Regions from separate parts of the Sus scrofa genome. Here region 1 is linked to region 2. The links are chromatin contacts, called in public HiChIP or PLAC-seq maps. All regions are on one chromosome and are shown on one strand. The core of a region is the stretch at or near the end of the contact, and the rest is flanking DNA. Distances in the headings are between cores, read along the strand shown.

Region 1 (3,955 bases), core at 384-2,883, 150 kb before region 2:
ACCCCTAGCTTGGGAACCTCCATATGCCACGAGAGCAGCCCAAGAAAATGGCAAAAAGACAAAAAAAAGACAAAAAAAAAAAAAAAAAAAAAAGATCAGGTGTTCCAATTGTGGTATAAGCGACAACTGTGGTTCGTATTCAGTCCCTTGCCTGGGAACCTCCATATGCTGCAGGTGTGACCATTAAAAAAAAAAAAAAAAAGAATGAAATAATAACACTTGCAGCAACATAGATGGACCTAGAGACTATCATATTAAGTGAAGTAAACCAAAGACAAATATCTTATATAACTTATATGTGGAGTCTAAAATATATATAAATGAATTTATTGACAAAACATGATAGATCCACAGATATAGAAAACAAACTTATGGTTATAAAAGGGGAAACGGGGGAAGAGGGATAAATTAGGTGGTTGGGATTAACATACACACTATTATGCGTAAAATACATAACCAACAAGGATCTACTATATAGCACAGGGAACTATAATCAGTATTTTGCAATAACCTAGAAGGGAAAAGAATCTGAAACAGCACACACACATCCCTGAATCACTGTGCTGACACCTGAAACTAACACAACATTGTAAAATCAACTATACATCAATTGGAAAGGCAATGTGGAATTTTCCCCAAATTTTTGCAACTGTTTAAGCCTGGGTAGCAACAAAGAGAGTAAGCAATCCGAAAGATATACCAGACATGGTTCCAAACCTGATCTCTTTCAGGGAGAGGGACAAAATAAGAACATAAATAGCTACAACTAATGTCATAAGTGACAAAAGCCATATTCGGAAGAAGGAGCGGGGAGAGGCAATTAGGAAGATATCTTGCAGCATAGAGTTTGTGCTGGACATTTACGGGTGGGAAAGAATGTCTTCGGCAAAGGTTTGGATTAAGTACATTTCACACAGGAAGAAAGAGGGAGCAAATTCTCTGATGGGAGGGGAAAAAAGTGAGTCAAACTGACGAATTAATCCCTTTTTAATTTTGTTTTTAATTAACTGTTAAACCTAATGGAGAGAATGTATTACTGGGAATAAACAAATTAATGTTTTGTCACCACAAGAAAGTAAACGTACTTTGGGCTGCGCCTCAAGTCTGCAAAAGGAACTTCCAGTTCCTTACAACGTGTACTATCCAGGAATGGAATATTTTCGCTGTCCAACAGCAGAGAATCCCATACTTTTAGACACAGCTGATTAGCTACTGTAAAAGCCGCGCTCTTAGCAACGACCAATGAGATTCTGGAGCCCAGATTCTTGGAAATAGTTTCTGGCCAAGAATGCGTGACACTGTCACAGCTTCTCACTGGTAAACAAGGACAAGCTTGGGCCGCCCCGCCCCCACTGCCCCGCCCACGCTATCCGGAGTCCTCCTCCAAACTGCGGATCTTAATTCTATTCACCTCCTGAGGTCGACTTCCTCCCACCCCTTTATCCCTTACAGCCTCCAGCACAAAGCCTCCGCGTCCGTGGGGCGGGGCCCAAAGTTCTTTATCGGAGCTGAGTGGCCTGGACCTAAGTTCAGGAAGCTTCTCCTAGTCCCAGTGACTCCTCCCCTTTGGAGTTGGGGGGGGGGGCGGCGTGCAGGGGAACAAATAAAACCTTGGGAGGCGCGGGTGGTGACAGGACACCAATCTGAGTCTCAGGCTACCTACTGCTCCTACGACTCAGTGCCTCATTCCTCCACCAAGAAGCACCCCGGAACCTCAGCCTAGGTCTGGGAGCACCACCCCACCTGTTCTCTCCGCAGGGACGTGCCCCTCCCGCGCCCTACAAGGTCCTAGGTCCTGCTTCTGGCAGCCTTCACCCCTCCAACCAGCCTCAGCTCCAGTCTGGAACAGGCATCAGGATGAAAGCGGCTCGCTTTGTGATGCGCAGCGCTGGCTCCCTGGTTCCCCGAGAGGTCGAGCATTTCTCGCGCTACAGCCCATCCCCGCTGTCCATAAAGCAGCTGCTGGACTTCGGTGAGTGGGGACATAAGGCCCAGCTTGGGGTGCAGGGACTTGGAAGCTGCCTTAAACTTTCAGACCTTGTGTAGGGAGGGCTGGGTCCATTACATAAAACACCTGGGGTATACTTTCCTATTAAACCCTGGAACCTCAACACTAGTACACTTTGCCTTTTGTTAGATTTGCTTTCTTTCTGACAGTGCCTGCAGGCCAAGGCCACTTGCAGCCTGACATGCTGGATGGTTTGAGCTCATCTTTTTCTCTTACTGTACAAAATTTTCAGTCAAAATACTTTTTGCTTTCAGTCACCATTTAACAACTTTATACCCTTCTTCAGGGCATACTACATCTTGAAGAAGATTCCTAATATTATAAACTAGCCTCAGATTAATTGAGATTTTTAGCCTTGAGCCACCCTTCATCCCTCCACAGGGTTCATCTCGCTGCATTCCTAACAAATTTGTCTCTTTACCATCCATATATTTGCATTACTGCTGCAAATATTTACAAACTTTCTGCAGAAATCTCATAAAGAAAATTTCAAGGATTTAAATGTGGTATTATTTATCGCCAGTCTGGAAACATCAGGATTCCCACCCCTCCCCTTATCCCCTCACTCCAGTTTCATCTAAGACTATATAAATGATGTCTCCTTGACATCATCATTTGATTGAATCCTGCACTCTTTTATGAATACTAAGATTCATATTGGGGGGTATTATGAAAAGAGAATCTTTGTCAAAAAGAAAAAATAATATTTGTCATATTTGGTCACTTTTTAAGAAAGAAAAAGACAAAAGATAATAAAGAAGATGCTTACTCTTGAATTACCTATAAGTAGTAACCCAACTGAGAGTGAAATATAATTTTGTAATATATTTATGTGTGTGCTCAATATTGGATAGTTAATACTACTCAAATATATAATTTATACATTTTCCCAAAAACTAAATAATATTTTATTACAGGTTCAGAAAATGCATGTGAAAGAACCTCTTTTGCATTTTTGCGACAAGAGTTGCCTGTGAGGCTAGCCAATATCCTGAAGGAAATTTATATCCTCCCTGATCGATTAGTAAATACCTCTTCAGTGCAATTAGTTAAGAGCTGGTAAGTGATGAACCATTCTGAAACAGTATCTAGTTTTAAGACAGGGATCTGAGTGAGAATTCTTGTAATATGTTAACATCATAATTAGACAACAGGTGGCCTGAACATTAAATACTTTTGAAAGATAAAAATAATATTTTTACTAATTTAGGGTGAGTTATAAGGGCAATTATAAAGCTATAAATATTTTGCCCTGAAAAAGTAGGTACTTTCACAATACAGTTTTTACTTCTGGTTATATTAATTTGTACTTTAAATAATAAGACAGTTTGATATTACAAAGGAATCCTATCCTAGAAATAGATACAGGTGACTACTATTTAGAGAGAGCCTAATCTTTGTTACATACAAACAAATGAACAAAGCAGGCTGTGGGTTCAAATCTTGCCTCTGCCTCTTCTTCGTGGACTCCTTGGCAAGTGTCTCATACCTATGCCTCAATTTCCCCATCTGTTATTGAGGAGAAAAAAGTATATGCTTGAAAGGGATAGTTAAGTGTAATTATATGAGCTAGTCAATTGAAAAAGCACTTAGAACAGTACCTGGCACCCAGCCAGCACTCAGTGTCAGTTAGTATCTCATTTTGCAAATAAGGATACTGATTTAGAGGGAGTACATAACCCAAGAGCAGATTTTTAGAGAACAGTGCCAGGATATGCTCTAAGGCAGATAGGCACCAGAGCTTCACTCTAATCCACTGACTGCACAGCTTTTTCCATTGATTTAATAAATAAAAGTATTATACATACACTCATTAAACTATTGCATTTGGAAACATATTCAAACCATAGTATTTACTGCTAATTTCAAGACTCCTACTCACCTATGAGTAAATACAGTAGGAAAAAAACCCATGAAGTCTTTCTGTAAAAGTTGTTTAAATGCTTT
Region 2 (3,737 bases), core at 884-3,383:
GGATTAAGCTTGGAGAGATAGATTCTTTTACCCATATGCAGATTAAAAAGAGAGTAAATGTATTTCTTTCTCTACACACACACACACACACACACACACACACACACACACACACACACACACACACTTTCCTGCATAAACCCTGAAGATATGACAACAAATCCTTTCCCTTCTTGTATTCATCCACCTGGCATGCATAAGAACAGAACTGTTCTCCCCCTGTTCCCCTGGCCCCAGATGGTGTAATTTAATGTCCTAATACCATGAAAACACATCCCACAGCCCTAACACTATGAAAAGACCCATTAGAATGAATGAAAATTTAGCTCTATGAAGACCATGGAGCTCATATTGACAGAAAGATTTTAAAGTGCTTTTTATTTTCTGATTCAGGATGATGACCCCATTAGAAGCAAAAGAAACAGCACCCTTTTACTCCAGAATATGCCACTAAAACTTCCTTTCTCACAACTTCAGAACCTTCACGTGTATCGCAATTTGGCAAGCCCAAGAGATGAGAAAAGGCATTCTTCACAACTCAGGGCCAAATAAATTACCTGCTGATTTGGACCTATGTTACTTTACGCTAGGCACAAACATAAGCTTAAACAATGCCTTAAAAATGTATGTAGCATTCAGTCTTTCACTGAGTAAATTCATAGATGAAAACAGTCACATAGTATAGATTCCTCTTAACAGTGCCTCCATCAACCACATTTTAAAAACCAGACCTCTTCATCTTCCAGTCAAAATAGCAATGCCAATTTATAATAAAACTCTCAAGTAAAAATCATAAATGCAGGAAGTAACTGGCCTCAATGATCTCATCCTTCCTTCGGAACTGACAAGCAGAGTATAGTAAATTAAGGTAGAAATACATATACCATTAGCATTAATTTCTGAAAATTGATGGCACTGATGATCTATACACAAATGGAAAGTATTTAAACCATGAAAAAAGAACTGCTATCTCCCGCTCAACATTGTACACAAGACCTTATCATCTATTTTGTTTAAACAGAAGTGATGTTGAACATGGTGTTTGTTTGCGGTCTGCTTACCAGATGGCCTCGCTACTCAAATTCTCCCATTAACTGGCTGATTTGGGAAATCAGAGTCTGCTCACTTCTATTTTGTTTCTGATTTATTAAGCATGGATTCCAGAAAATCCCTTGATAAGAAAAAAAATCAGTTCTAATTTGTGTCATCCACAGTTTTTCATAAGACAGAGACTCCGTGTTAAGTAGATCTACAATTTTGTTCTGTCATTGCAGTCAAGGAAAAAAGTTAACTTTTTGGCTTTCCTGCCTGAACTGAAAACTCATTAAAATGATGAGGATCATCAAGTTGCTTCAAGGTATCCCCCTGCCCATCTATTAATCCTCCAGATAAGGGCAAAAATCCTCTTATTCCTCCAGATGGACGCAGAGATGATCTATCTTTAAGTGGCCATGTTAACAGAACCCAACCTAGTTATACTGTCTGGATTATATCTTAGCACTCTGTTTAACCATAACCTAGAGATGTCTTCTTTACTCTATGTTGAGGAGGAAGAAGAGTTAGAAATTAAAGAAATTTGCATAACTAAATATGATTATACAGGATTTTGAATTCCAGGCACAAGGATACAGAAAGTAAAGAGAAGGAAAGAAAAGAAAAAGAGGTTTACATATACATATATAAGCCCATTTCACCTAGTTTAAAAAAGAAACAATTACGTGAGAAATGTTTTTAAATATGTAAAGAAACAATAAGAGCTACCAGCTTAGATTGGGTAACTAATGGTTTGCATTTAAAGAAAAATCCATTTTCTATCACTTTTACAACTATACCTATGTTTACCTTGTTTATAAGATGCCAAAACCATATTCTCATCTTCAACTTCAAAAACTGTGTCCACATCTATTTGCCGTTGGATTAAAATGGCCTTCAATTTTCCGAAGTCATTTGACTTTAGAGCCTCAAGGAAATTTCTCTTAACTAACTTGGCAGTTGCAGATTTAGTAACAGGGGCAGCCGGGCCGTCCATCCTTTCTCTCCCTCTGGAAGCTTTGTTGTGATTTATCAGGAGAACAGCACCAAGCAAACAGGCACATGCTAGAGAGTCCACAAACTGTCAGCTAATTTTATCCCAAAGTTATGCTGATCCGTTCTATTTATATAGGGATCATTTCAAACTTCAAAATATCCTTCTTGGCTGTCACTGCACTCTCAGGTCTTTTAAGCTGGTTCTATAATAATTCATTGAATAATATTGCATGTCAAATGAAGGCAAACCCTTGCCATACATTTTAGAGGATAAAATGTCACCATTATTTCTTATATGATCAAAGTAATAATGTAAGATTTAAAAGATCTTAATGCTTTTTTTTTCCCCCTCAGTAAAAACATCTGGTGTGCCCAACTGGATATCCAGTGTCTTGCTCTGATTAACCAATAGCCACAAATGAAAATTTGTTACAGTTGTTGTTACATGTGCTTCTGAAAACCTACAATAATCTGTAGTATGAGCCTGCAAAATCAAGCATGGTCATACACATTTGAAAATGAACATAAGGTTATTAAGTGATTTACACATGAAAAATTTGAATGTCATGAAAGAAAGTGGGGTGGGGTGAGGGTACAGAGTGCTATTTTAGATAAAAAGAGACTAAAGGGACAAAACATCTAACCTTGTATTTTATACACAGGTATAGATATGTGTGTGTGTGTGTGTGTGTGTGTGTGTGTGCATAAATAGAGGATGCAAATGTGGCAAAAAGTTAAAAGTTAGCAAATTTAATGAGGAATTTATATATGTTCATAGTATTAATTTTTCATCTTTTCTGTAAGTTTGAAATCTTTCCAAGTTTAAAAAGCAAGAAAGAAAAATACACTTTCTTTCTTTCTTTTTTTTTTTTTTTTGGGCTGCACCCATGACATATGGAAGTTCCCAGGCTAGGGGTTGAATCTGAGCTATCGCTGTGTCAACCTACACACAGCCATAGCAACACCGGATCCTAGCCACGTCTGTGACCTACACTACAGCTCATGGTAACACTGTATCCTTAACCCACTGAGCAAGGCCAGGATTAAACCTGTGTCTTCATGGATACTAGTCGGGTTCATTTCCACTGTGCCACAACGGAAACTCCAAAATACTCAATTTTTAAATGTGTAAGTCATTACAAATTAGAAAAATTATGATAGAGTTCATTTGAACACAAAGAAATCACATTTTATATATTGTTGGTGAAAGTCAAAACTGGTACAATCTTTTGGCAGAATAATTAGCAACATGAATTTTAAAATTATAATGTATTCTTTTCTTAGAATTTACCTAAGGATATAAATGTGGATGCAAATCATAATATAATATTTTAACTTGTTACACACTGCTATGTAACATAAATATAAGAAAGTAGAAAATGACAAGTGTACAGCATGACAGTTTTTACAAAGTGAATACGCCCTTGTAACCAACCCCCACGTAGAACCACAGAGTAGTTCAGGTAGACTTGAAACTTCCTTATGTCACCTTCTAATCAAAACACTCACCTGATCCCGATGATAACTATTATCTTGACCTTTAATACTGTAGATTAGTTTTGGGGTTTTTTAATGTTTAAAATATTTGTTAATATTCTTAATTTTAAATCTTCAAGAAGATAAAACGTCAACCTTAACATAAAGTATCTGGCCAGAAAAAAAGGATAGATAAATGAATAAAATTATAGAGATGGGTTATTACATTGTTA

Evidence for each region. HiChIP or PLAC-seq counts read pairs in DNA pulled down with a chosen protein or histone mark.
Region 1: a contact with region 2 is called in an H3K27ac HiChIP or PLAC-seq map of skeletal muscle. The contact joins the promoter of PDK4 here to the promoter of ASB4 in region 2. A contact is called at or near these places in 2 of 47 Hi-C or Micro-C datasets (heart right ventricle and skeletal muscle) and 1 of 2 datasets of contacts at active chromatin or transcription factors (skeletal muscle).

The regions. Positions count from the first base shown.
Region 1 is chr9:75,257,812-75,261,766 of Sscrofa11.1, reverse strand. It overlaps PDK4 (pyruvate dehydrogenase kinase 4), which reads left to right and starts at 1,633. Exons shown (of 11, transcript NM_001159306.1): 1 at 1,633-1,972; 2 at 2,926-3,067. The coding sequence starts at 1,858. All of the region lies in intron 3 of ASB4 (ankyrin repeat and SOCS box protein 4), which reads right to left. The region is part of intron 2 of LOC106504960 (a long non-coding RNA gene); the gene reads right to left.
Region 2 is chr9:75,108,774-75,112,510 of Sscrofa11.1, reverse strand. It overlaps ASB4 (ankyrin repeat and SOCS box protein 4), which reads right to left and starts at 2,133. Exons shown (of 6, transcript XM_021102414.1): 1 at 1,843-2,133. The coding sequence starts at 2,029.